Linked DNA regions of Mus musculus: regions 2 and 3 are each linked to region 1. A link is a contact called in public HiChIP or PLAC-seq data. All regions are on one chromosome and are shown on one strand. Each heading gives the region's core, a stretch centred on a gene start, on an enhancer-like site or on the middle of the called end of the contact. The rest is flanking DNA. Distances are from core to core; before and after follow the strand shown.

Region 1 (3,534 bases), core at 460-2,959:
TTGAACTCAGGATTTCTAGAAGAGCAGTCAGTGCTCTTAACCACTGAGCCATCTCTCCAGCCTCAAGATAGGTTTTTTTTTTTTGTTTGTTTTTTTTTTTTTTTTTTTTTTTTTTTATGTGGCCTTGGCTATTCTGGAACTAGCTCTGTAGATCAGGCTAGCCTCGAATTCAAGACGACCATCCTGCTTCTACTTCCTGACTGTTGGGATCAAAGGTGTGCGCCACCATTGCCCAGCCTAAAATATTTGAAAAGGTTTATGTATTACTTTCACTTAGGTGTACCTGTGTGTGCCTGCAGGAGTTTATGTGTAGCACATGAATGCAGGTGCCAAACAGTTGAAACCCACCTCATGAGGACGCTGGGAACGGAATTCAGGTCCTCGGCAAGAGCAGTAAGTATTCCTAACCACTGAGGCATCTAACTTCTGACCTAGAACTCTTGATCCCCAGCGTCACGGGGAACGGTACCACACTCAGTTTACACAGTGATGAATTCTGAGTGTGTGTAGAGGGGGCTGTGTACATGTGATAGCTTGAAGAGTCAGGTCTCTTCACCTTGTGGGTCACCAGGGATCATCAGGCTTGGTGGTAAGCTTCTTTACCCACTGAGACATCTCACTGGCCCGTGTTTGCTCATTGGTTTTTCTTTACGGCAAGTTCTCATACAGTAGCCCAGCCTGGCCTCAAATCCAAGGCCAAGCACTTAGATTAGAAGCACGCTCCATTGAAATGGGGGAACTTATTAAAGTTCTTGGGAGAGTTTTGAAAAATCCTTTTAAAAACTACCTTCTGTCTTGGCCCCCTAGGGCACCAGGAAAAACTGCCCCACCCTTCTGGGGAGTTCCCAGACTTTCAAATTCAGAGTGATTTATTCAGAAACAGAAGAGAAACTTCCAGGTCTTCCCCTTCATACGCACTAGTAGAGGCCTTTCTGCTTGCCCTAGGGCAAGCAGGATTCCTGTTCCTTGCTTCCAGATGGGAATGCTACCCAATGCTCAGTGGGAAGGCAGTGAGGAATGGAGGGAGGCTAGGGTATGGGCTGATCCCTGGATCCAAATGAACAGCCTGCAGGGGAGTGGCCACCAGCTCTCTGTCACCCAGAGGCTGACCTTGCACTCTGCTGGTTGTCTAGGTAGACCAGAGCGCATTATGGGGTGACAATGAGCTGGCTCATTGTCCAGCTAGTTCAGATATTCAGTCAAGGTGATCACCAGTTCGAGGTCTGCCAAAGGTATATAAAGAACTTGTCTCAGAGAGTTTGAAGAAATTACTCAGTGGTAGAGCATTTGCCTAGACTACTCCTGGGGTGGGGGGGCTGGGGGGGGGCTCAGTGGTAGAGCACCCGCCTAGACTACCCCAGTTCGGGGTTGGGGCCTGGCTCAGTGTAGAGCATCTGCCTAGGTCCTTACAGTGAGGGGCTGGAGGTATGGCTCAAGCAGTTGCTAATTCCTGATGGGTGTTGTGGTGCGCATGTTTCATCCCAGCACTAAGAAGGCAGAGGCAGGTAGATCTTTAACTTCCGAGGCCAGCCTGGTCTACACAGTGAGTTTTAGAACAACCAGAGTAACAAAGAGCAACCCTGACTCAAACAAATGAAAAAAGAGTGGCCCCTGAAGCATACAAAACCCTGGATTCCACCTCCAGTACAGTAAACAATACAACAGGTAGACAGTCCAGAGTGTATAGGAAGCCAAGGTCTAAAGGTCAGGCCAATGCTGGATCATGTAGTCAATATCAGTAGAGGACTTAGCTTTAACAACCAGTGTGGCAGTGTACGCCTTTAACCCCAGCACTCAGGAGGCAGAGGCAGGTGGGCCTCTGTGAGTTTGAGGCCAGCTTGTTCCAGAACAGCCGGAGCTACACACTGAGAACCTGTCTCTAAAAACCATTAGATAAATAAATAGATAAAAATTCAGCCTGCTCTGGCTTTTGGAAATGCCCCTTGTAAGTAGAGAAGTGTAGTTACCTAGGGTTGCCCGCCTTGGAGGAAGTGGAATTGGGAGGGAGACTTGGGTAGATGTAGGTGTGTCTGGCCACAGCTGACTCATAGGCTGAGCCCTAGGGGTCAGCCTGTGCCTTCCCTCCTGGCCTACCCAGCTTGCTGAGAGCCTACAGGGCACTAGGAGCTACCCCTAATTTGCCACACCCCTACCCAGTCAGCCGGAATCTCCCTGTTCCTTAGATGAGCAAACGAGATAGTATCAGACCAAATATGGTGGCATGGGCCTATCACTCCAGCTCTTCCAGGGGCTGAGGGACTATGACTAGGAAAACGGGAGGAAAGACTATTTAAAAAAAAAAAAATAAATGACTATAGTGATGCACAGCTATAACCCCAGCACCTAGGAGGCAGAGACAAGCAGATTCTATGAGGTTGAAGCCAGCCTATCTAGTGAATTCCAGGCTAGCCTAAGCAACATAGTAAGACCCTGTCTCAAAATAAAAAGAAAAAAGAAAAAAGAAAAAGAAATAAAATTTCGAAAGGGCTGGTTTTGTTCTCAGTTGTCCAGCAGAACTGAATGGTAAGACCTTATTACTGAAGACACACTAGTCTTTGGTTTCAGAGCCTAGAAAAAAATCCCCCTTGAATTGACCTGAAAAATTCCTCTCTGCTGGCTAGCTTTCATGGTTCTGGAAGGTGCTAGCTATGTAGGCCACAAGGGTGGGGTAGGGGTGAGCATCAGTGGTATTACCCAGCAGCGAAGCCTGCATGCTACAACGGTGACCTGCCAAAGATCTGTTCATTGGTGTAGTAGCATTGGCATGAAGGCTAGGGCGGTAACCACTGCTTTCTGATTGGAAACCAGCAAGCAATGTAGGTGTAGACTGTAAACCTTGCCAAAAGCCCATGGCTCTGAAGATCACAGGCCCTAGGGAGGAATCTCCTACTGTTGTTTTACTAATGAATATCTTGTCAAGCTCCCTTCCAAATATTCATGCTTACACCCATACATTGACGTTGCTCCTAACATTAACCAGAACAGCCTTTCTCAAGGGGTCAGCTGTGAACACAGTCATGAGTCTAAGACTAGTGCTAAGAACAAGTGAGCAGAAAGTGCTGAACCCTAAATGGGTCATCCAGGGCTGGAGAGATGGCTCAGAGGTTAAGCGCCCTGGCTGTTCTTCCAAAGGATCTGGGTTCAATTCCCAGCACCACCTGTCTTTGTCTGTCCCCTTCCAGTTCCAGGGGACCTGACACCCTCACACAGACATACAGGGAGGCAGAATGCCAGTGCACACAGAATAAAAATAAATAGTAAGGTATTTTTAAAAATGAGACATCTATATCAAATTCCCACCCCACCTTCTTTTTTGTTGTTGTTGTTTTTTGTTTTTCGAGACAGGGTTTCTGTCCAGGTGGCTGTCCTGGAACTCACTCTGTAGACCAGGCTGGCCTCAAACTCAGAGATCCACCTGCCCTCTGCCTCCCAAATGCTGGGATTAAAGGCATGCGCCACCACTGCCTGACTCATCCCACCTTCTAAAAGTCAGAGAACACACCAGAAAAGAGAAGGGAAAAAAATGTAAGAGCT
Region 2 (3,534 bases), core at 416-2,915, 160 kb after region 1:
GTATGTCTGTGTGTGATGCAAATACAGTACCACATATGAAAATCTATAAAAATAAAAGGTCACGGCCATGTTCTGAGTCACTGTGTTAGGTTTTTTTCCCCTGCCACCTCTCTTCTTCTTTCCCCATCTATGTCAGTACTGTCATTTTAAAGCAACTATAAAACCGTTTTAAAGTATGTGAAAAATGCTAAAGCATTTTTATATGCGCAAATAAAATGAAGACGAATCCTGAGCTCACCACTTCTCTAACTGTGACCAGCAAGGTGAGCTGAGACAGGAGCCCTGTGGAGCTAGATATATGGTGTGAGTGAGTCAGGACCAACACGACACAAATCAGGTTGTGCATTTATCAGCCATTTAGCAGAACCGTGCTCACACACAAGTGCTCCTGTTCATAAGCACGGTCACCTTTCTTACTTATGTGCAGCACACTTACCTTTCCAGATCCAAACACTGCCTCCTGGGCATATCTGATGAGACATTCTTTGCAGAACAAGTGAGCATCGGCGCATTGTGTCAGCTCCTCAAATGGAAACTCCCCATAGCAACAGCGGCATTCAATCAGCTGGCCATCCTATAAACCAAAAAAGATATATGTTAATACCCCATAACCCATCCCCAAGAAGTGAGGTCTCATCTACAGCCCTACACACTTCCTTGCCCTAGACACACAATGAGGTCAACACCAATTCCTATGAGACACCTAATAACAAGAAACATTTAAACCTAGCTCAGAAGCTAGGTACCATGTATGTGTGACAACAGTACTAAGGATACTGAGAAAAGGGGAACTAGAGTTTGAGGCCAACAAGGGCTATGGAATAAGATCTTGTCTCAAAAAGCAATTAAATTAAAAAAAAAAAGTCTAATTCAGGATATCAGTGTACACCATAAGTAAAAACAGCAAGCAGCCGCTCCGACAGATGCTGATATGACTATAAAAGGGTTAATAATAGCATGACACATTGTCCCAGAAGCTTTGTAAAGCTGGGCTTTGCTCCTCTTGTCAGAAGACAGGAGTGTGAAGAGATCTTAAGCCAATCTTTGCTTTTGGTTAAGAGAATGAGGAAAGCAGTTTAAGTCACATCCTTAAATAAATGTAATGTCAGGTTGACTGATGAGACAGGGCCAGCCAGAGGCCTGCTCACTGTCAGGATGCTCACAAAAGCCCCTAAACAGGTTGGCAGATATAGTATGGCAACCCCTGGCCCAAGGCTACATACAATGAATCTGAGTTCTACATTTCCATCTAGAACTGAGGAGTGGATTTCTGTAGCTTTTTGGGGAAAAAAAAATTTTTTTTTAATTATTTATTTATTTAATGTATATTATAGGAATACACTGTAGCTGTCTTCAGACACACCAGAAGAGGGCATCAGATCGCATTACAAATGGTTGTGAGCCACCATGTGGTTGCTGGGAATTGAACTCAGGACCTCTGGAAGAGCACTCAGTGCTCTTAACTGCTGAGTCATCTCTCTAGTTCCCAAAAAGTAAAAAATTTAAAATGTAAAAATGTCACATTTTGCTTTATAATGTTTTCTCTGTAAATGTATATAAAGCTATTTGACGGTGGTTCTTCGTGGCTTCTTCTCTTATCTGTCTCCTAACAGTATCTTCTCTGGCTCAGCTGTCACCAATGTCTTCACAGTCCACTAGTCCAGCTAACTTAACTGTCTCTCATTTATCTCTACTCTTTTCTAACCCTATGTGCAACCTTCCTTCTTTTTCCCTGACCTACCCTTCAGTCTCCTGACTTTTCCCTATTAATACTACTCTCTCCAACTCCTTTCTTCCTCCTTCCCTCAGCCTCTGGCTCAATTTTATATCTTCTCCTGTTCCTAGAAGTCCAAACGCCAACTGCCACTGAAGAACCTAGGGTCATTTAAAGGGCCAAGCACATAAAAGATTTTGTAGTATGGATTTCTGCTCATGCTCTTTAAGAACATATCTATCTCCTTTAGTTCCGCTTTGGTATTGTATAAAGACAGCCTCCTCTAGCTGATGTTACTGACTGTGACTTGAGTGAACCACAAACTGACAAGTCAACAGGGGATTTTATATAGAAAAAGTTTGATTTTAAAAGCCCAAATGAGAAAACCCAGAATAAATTAACTTGGTGAGATTTCAAAATACCTTTTGATACTGTTCTTCATTCATCTGCAGGGCGAGCAAGAAGTCTTCATGCTGAAGAAGAAAAGCATCACACATTCAGGTACAAAGAAACCACAAACCACTAGCATGCACCTCATCTCATGCACATTACTAACGGTGCCGCTTCTCTTAACATTGTCTAGTAGATGAGAAAGCTACCAGAGCATAAATCTACAGAGTAAATAAAGGAACGCACCAACACAAAACACTCTGCAATAGCACGAACAGCAAAAGCAAACACAAAGCTAAAGGGGCCAAAACCAAGTCTGACAACACACTTTGCAGGTTAAGTTGGGAAGCAAACAGCATTTGTATATTGTATATTGTATTGTATATTGCTGCAGAAGGCAGAAACTAGCTGACCATAAAGAAGGAGTGTGGTAGGAACTCAAAAGTAAAAAATAATTTTTTTTTTTCCCAGATAGACCTCTCTTATGTAGCCCTGGCCTGGCTGTCCTAGAACTCACTATGTAGACCAGGCTGGCCTCAAACTCATAAGGAAGAACATGTCTCCCTCCTGCTCAAGTGATTAAAGGCACAGACACAATGCCTGGCCAAAACATGTGCCTACAGGGCATTTTCTTAATTAGTGATTAGATGAGGAAGGACCCAGACCATTGTGAGTGGTGCCATTCCTGGGCTGGTGGTCCTGGATTCTACAGGAAAGAAGGTTGAGTAAGCCATGAGGAACAAGCCATTAAGCAGCACCCTCTATGACCTCTGTATCAGCTTCTGTTTCCAGGATCCTGCCCTGTTTTCAGTTGCTGTCATGACTTCCTTAGATGATGAATGGTTATATGGTAATAATGTAAGCCAAATAAACCCCTTCCTCCTTATAGAAGTAACAACAGAAAGCACAACTAAGGCAAGACCAGAGAAGCCAGCCCACTCTACCATGCCAGAAAGCAGATGTGGTCAGAGACTACCAGATTAGGACAAAGGGGCTGCCACTGGTTAGAAGGACAACTTGGATACAAGGGTAATAATAACTACAAATAACAGATAATCCATTTTAAAAATCATTTTGGGTAGCCCTGTGATTTTGAATTTAACTTTATATGCATAGGTATTTTTCCTATATGCATGTGTGTGTACTATGTGTGGGTGTCTGGTGTCCACAGAGGGCCAGAGAAAGTCATCAGATGCCCAGGGACTGGACTTACAGATAGTTGTGAGCCACCATGTGGGTGCTTGGAATTGAGCCTAAGTCCTTTGGAAGAGCAGCTATTTCTTCATCCTCCCATGGTGGTGTTAACAAATGTGATTCTGTGATGGATCAAGATTTGAAGACTCTTTCTTCAAATTCTAATGTCTGCTTGAGATATATAATTTTTACCCACACACATATATACATACTTCATTTTGAGAGAGTGTCTATCC
Region 3 (3,534 bases), core at 566-3,065, 140 kb after region 1:
ATAGCAGTAGAAAAGACCTGAGCTTGTCATGAGGACAAAGTTGATAGTCAACATATGTTTTTTTATTGCTAAGCAGTTCCTAACCTATTAGCTATCACTCAGAGAAGAAACAAACAAGAGACTGCATTCTATCTCCTGCAGGGGACTGAGATCTGCACTGCTTGTATTTACAGACAGTGCCATTCTGTCACAGTTAGGTCAGATGAGAAGGCAGACCAGGCTGATGTGAGGATAAGTAGACTGAGACATGAGCAGAACACAGAGGCAACACTGAAGCTGGTCCTGGGCTCTGGCACAGCACATGCGCCTGCAGCTGGGTTTTGTGGAAGACTTTTTTGTGAAAGAAAGAGGACTACTAGGGACTAAGAGGTACCAACTGTGCTTTTCAAGGCCCTGGGCAGTATAACTTCCCAGAGTTTCTAGACCAAGGCTGGCTGATGGATGGGCAGCAGATGAACTCACCTGCCCATGTAGTCTCCAGTCCATAGCTAGTGCTTTTCTCCCCCTCTGGAAAGGGAAAGGCACTGTGCAGCTATCTTAGCAGCAGCAACAGCACTTGCTTCAATGGGCATCCAAGGTTGTTGAAGGCACCTCATGAATGGAAAGTAAAACAACTAAAACTTCTGTGGCTCCTGCCCTCTAGTAAACTGAATGATAAATATCATTATTCCTGAGGTAGACACAGGAGGACACAGTAAAACAACCACTTTATTAGACCTTTGTTGTTATTGAGGCAGGGTCTTACTGTGAAGTTCTGACAGCCCAAGAACTCTTAGACCTTGCTGGCCTCAAATTCAAAAAGATTCTCTCCAGAGGGCTGGGATTAAAAATTCCTGATGTGGGTTTTCTGAATACACATGCTCAAACACATTCTCTAAGTCAGGTAACTTATTTAGTTCTCCAAGAGGAAAAAGGCTTGGGTACACAGGCAAGTTTGTGAAGGGTTGAGGATTCTTTACCACACAGGCCTTAGGGCAACTAGATAGGGCGTGGGGTTGAACAGGGCAAATGTTCAGCAACTATGGCCTGTTTTTCCCAAGCACAGGTCTCCAAGTGACAAGTGACCTGAGGTCTCTCATGGGTTGTGAGTCACAACTCTGGACAGCACTGGCTCTCAAGTCACAGTGGACTTGGCAGGAGCCAAATCAGGCAAGAGCAGTGGACCTTCAGCTGCTTTGTTTCCTGTGGTCACAACCACCACACACACATGGATAGTTAAAGACAGAAATGAGCTGGGAAAAAATTTGCCCCTTCTCTATGCCCTCAGGACTCTGACTACATGGACTAAAGAGAGTCTTTGGAAGAGCAGGGGGTTGGCCTTAACTGTCAAGTTGACAGAGTCTAGAACTATCTGGGAGATGGGCCTCTGGACATGACTGTGGGGGATTATCTTGAGATATTGAGACCCATCTATTGTGGGTGGCACTAGGCTGGAGACCTAGAAAAAGAGCTGACCAGCAGCAAGCGTTCATCATGCTCAGCTTTCTAAACACAAAGCGAACACATCCTTCAAGCTCTAGCCACCCTGCCTCACCCACCATGATAACTGACCCTTGAACTGCAAGCAGACAAACCCTTTTTTGCATTGGGATTATATTTTATCACAGCAACAGGGAAAGAAGACACAGGGCTAGAGAAACTGCTCTGCTGCCCACTTCCCCAGGGCCAGGGCTTGCACACTAAGCACTGAAGCTGTAGCAAACAGCACTGAGAGAGGAACCCCATGAAGGCAGACAGAGACAAAGAGATGCTAAAAGCTGGAGGGGAGGGGCACTGAGGGGAAGCAAGAAGCCCAAAGCTGAGCCTGTCACAAGTCATGCTTCCTCCCCTTTCCTCTTACACTCCATCCAAATGGCAAGTCACCAAGGCTGCAAATGCCTATCTCAGGAGTAATTAAATCAAATGAATCTCAGGAGAAGAGCTTTAAATATTCAAAGCCCCATTAATCCTCATGCCTTGTAATTAAATATGCATGCTAAGAAGACCTGGACAAAAGCAAAAACACTTTCAAAATGTGCATTTTAAAAATCTGTAGCATTAGCATGTATTTCTGTCCTGACCTTGTGGAAACTATGTAAAAAATTCCATGAAGCATACACTGTAGAAATGGAGAGAAGAATGCAGATACAATCTTGGCCCATACTGAGCTTTAAAAATGTGCCTGAATAAACAGTTTTCTCCTCTCTCCCTCTCTCTCTCTCTCTGTAAGCCTAATTCCAGGGCCTAACTTGAGTAAGGCAAGTGACTGACTGCTGAGTCACACCTCAGCCTGCAAAGACTTACTTTTAAGGACTTAGAGATTTGAACTTGCAAATAATGACCCCTTTTCCTTCTTGCAATGTGACCTGGACCCAGCACCTTGGAAACTTCTTGTTTCTGCAGTTGAGCTCCTCTCACTTGAGTCCTGTTAAGCTCAGTGACTTCTCAGCCCTCGGGGCCTACCTTCTATGTGACAGTCAGCATGAGAGAAGACTGCTCCAACACAGCATCCTGGAGGAGAGCAGTAAGATGGCCAGCCTTCCCTTGCAGGAATAGTGTGTGCCTGAAAACCCCCAGGGAGACTTGGATTGCCACAAGCTCTCTGGTCTCTTTCCAGAGCCCAGAGCCCTGAGGAGGGATAGATGGAATAGGAAGGAATGGCACTCCTGTTTCTCTGGTGAGGAAGTCAGGGTGAATGTTCTGTTGATGACCACATAGTTCAGTTTTTGAATGTCTTTCCAATGAGCAGGAGTTGCTGCTGGGAACTACCAGAGCCATGGGCAGGCAGAGTCACCTACTGAGTGTTCCAGTGACAATTCTACTTCACTGCTCTGTTCTTTTTTTTTTTTTTTTAATTGGGTATTTATTTCGTTTACATTTCCAATGCTATCCCAAAAGTCCCTCACACGCTCCCCCACCTACTCCTCTACCCACCCACTCCCACTTCTTGGCCCTGGCGTTCCCCTGTACTGAGGCATATAAAGTTTGCAATGACCAATGGGCCTCTCTTTCCACTGATGGCCGACTAGGCCATCTTCTGATTGATATGCAGCTAGAGTCACGAGCTCTGAAGGGGTATTGGTTAGTTCATATTGTTGTTCCACCTATAGGATTGCAGATCCCTTCAGCTCCTTGGGTACTTTCTCTAGCTCCTCCATTGGGGGCCCTGTTATAAATCCAATAGCTGACTGTGAGCATCCACTTCTGTGTTTGCCAGGCCCCGGCATAGTCTCACAAGAGACAGCCTTCACTGCTCTGTTAGAATCATTCACTTATTTAGAATACAAGAGAAAGGTTTTTGGAAACTTGCCAGAGCAGCCATCAGACGCAGTGCTATTTGCAGCAACGGACTGTTTCCTACAGAAGGTCTTAAAGATGAAAGCACAGGCCCTGACCAGCCCAACTGGATTCATTGTCATGGTCAATTGATTGTGCCTGTCAGGAACGCCAGGTTCTAAATTAAAAGCTAAAAATTAAGGAATATGTGAAATTTCTAGACATTAAAGAGTTCACAGGCAGCTATCTCTGAAGCAAAGACAGTCTTGAAGGACCCTT

Evidence for each region. HiChIP or PLAC-seq counts read pairs in DNA pulled down with a chosen protein or histone mark.
Region 2: a contact with region 1 is called in an H3K27ac HiChIP or PLAC-seq map of the HPC-7 cell line, with 5 times the contacts expected there. The contact joins two enhancer-like sites. A contact is called at or near these places in 6 of 39 promoter capture datasets (the HPC-7 cell line, the SN4741 cell line, epiblast stem cells and 3 more), 4 of 484 Hi-C or Micro-C datasets (the G1E-ER4 cell line, bone marrow-derived macrophages, granulocyte-monocyte progenitors and 1 more), 24 of 115 datasets of contacts at active chromatin or transcription factors (the HPC-7 cell line, Th17 cells, bone marrow-derived dendritic cells and 21 more) and 3 of 9 other capture datasets (adipose tissue, liver and pancreatic islet).
Region 3: an H3K27ac HiChIP or PLAC-seq map of bone marrow-derived dendritic cells shows a contact between it and region 1, with 4 times the contacts expected there. The contact joins two enhancer-like sites. A contact is called at or near these places in 10 of 39 promoter capture datasets (3T3-L1-derived adipocytes, the HPC-7 cell line, the SN4741 cell line and 7 more), 9 of 484 Hi-C or Micro-C datasets (the G1E-ER4 cell line, beige adipocytes, bone marrow-derived macrophages and 6 more), 37 of 115 datasets of contacts at active chromatin or transcription factors (the HPC-7 cell line, the SCID.adh cell line, T-cell acute lymphoblastic leukemia and 29 more) and 4 of 9 other capture datasets (adipose tissue, liver, macrophages and 1 more).

What each region holds. Positions count from the first base shown.
Region 1 is chr5:142,910,827-142,914,360 of GRCm38.p6, forward strand. No RefSeq gene overlaps it. Among named protein-coding and RNA genes, the nearest start is that of Actb, 5.8 kb to the left of the region's middle. Within about 2 kb of position 1,710, at least 80 of the 459 cell types and tissues checked have an H3K27ac peak or open chromatin away from gene starts, as enhancers often do. A contact at or near this core is called in the HPC-7 cell line, bone marrow-derived dendritic cells, liver and 2 more, where this site is marked.
Region 2 is chr5:143,075,291-143,078,824 of GRCm38.p6, forward strand. Rnf216 (ring finger protein 216) reads right to left here. Exons shown (of 17, transcript NM_080561.4): 10 at 2,137-2,187; 11 at 437-574. Among named protein-coding and RNA genes, the nearest start is that of Rnf216, 36 kb to the right of the region's middle. Within about 2 kb of position 1,666, at least 11 of the 459 cell types and tissues checked have an H3K27ac peak or open chromatin away from gene starts, as enhancers often do. A contact at or near this core is called in the HPC-7 cell line, where this site is marked.
Region 3 is chr5:143,046,651-143,050,184 of GRCm38.p6, forward strand. The region is part of intron 13 of Rnf216 (ring finger protein 216); the gene reads right to left. Gm43380 (a long non-coding RNA gene) reads left to right here. Exons shown (of 3, transcript XR_003955828.1): 2 at 1-3,534. Among named protein-coding and RNA genes, the nearest start is that of Gm43380, 9.4 kb to the left of the region's middle. Within about 2 kb of position 1,816, at least 145 of the 459 cell types and tissues checked have an H3K27ac peak or open chromatin away from gene starts, as enhancers often do. A contact at or near this core is called in the HPC-7 cell line, bone marrow-derived dendritic cells, liver and 2 more, where this site is marked.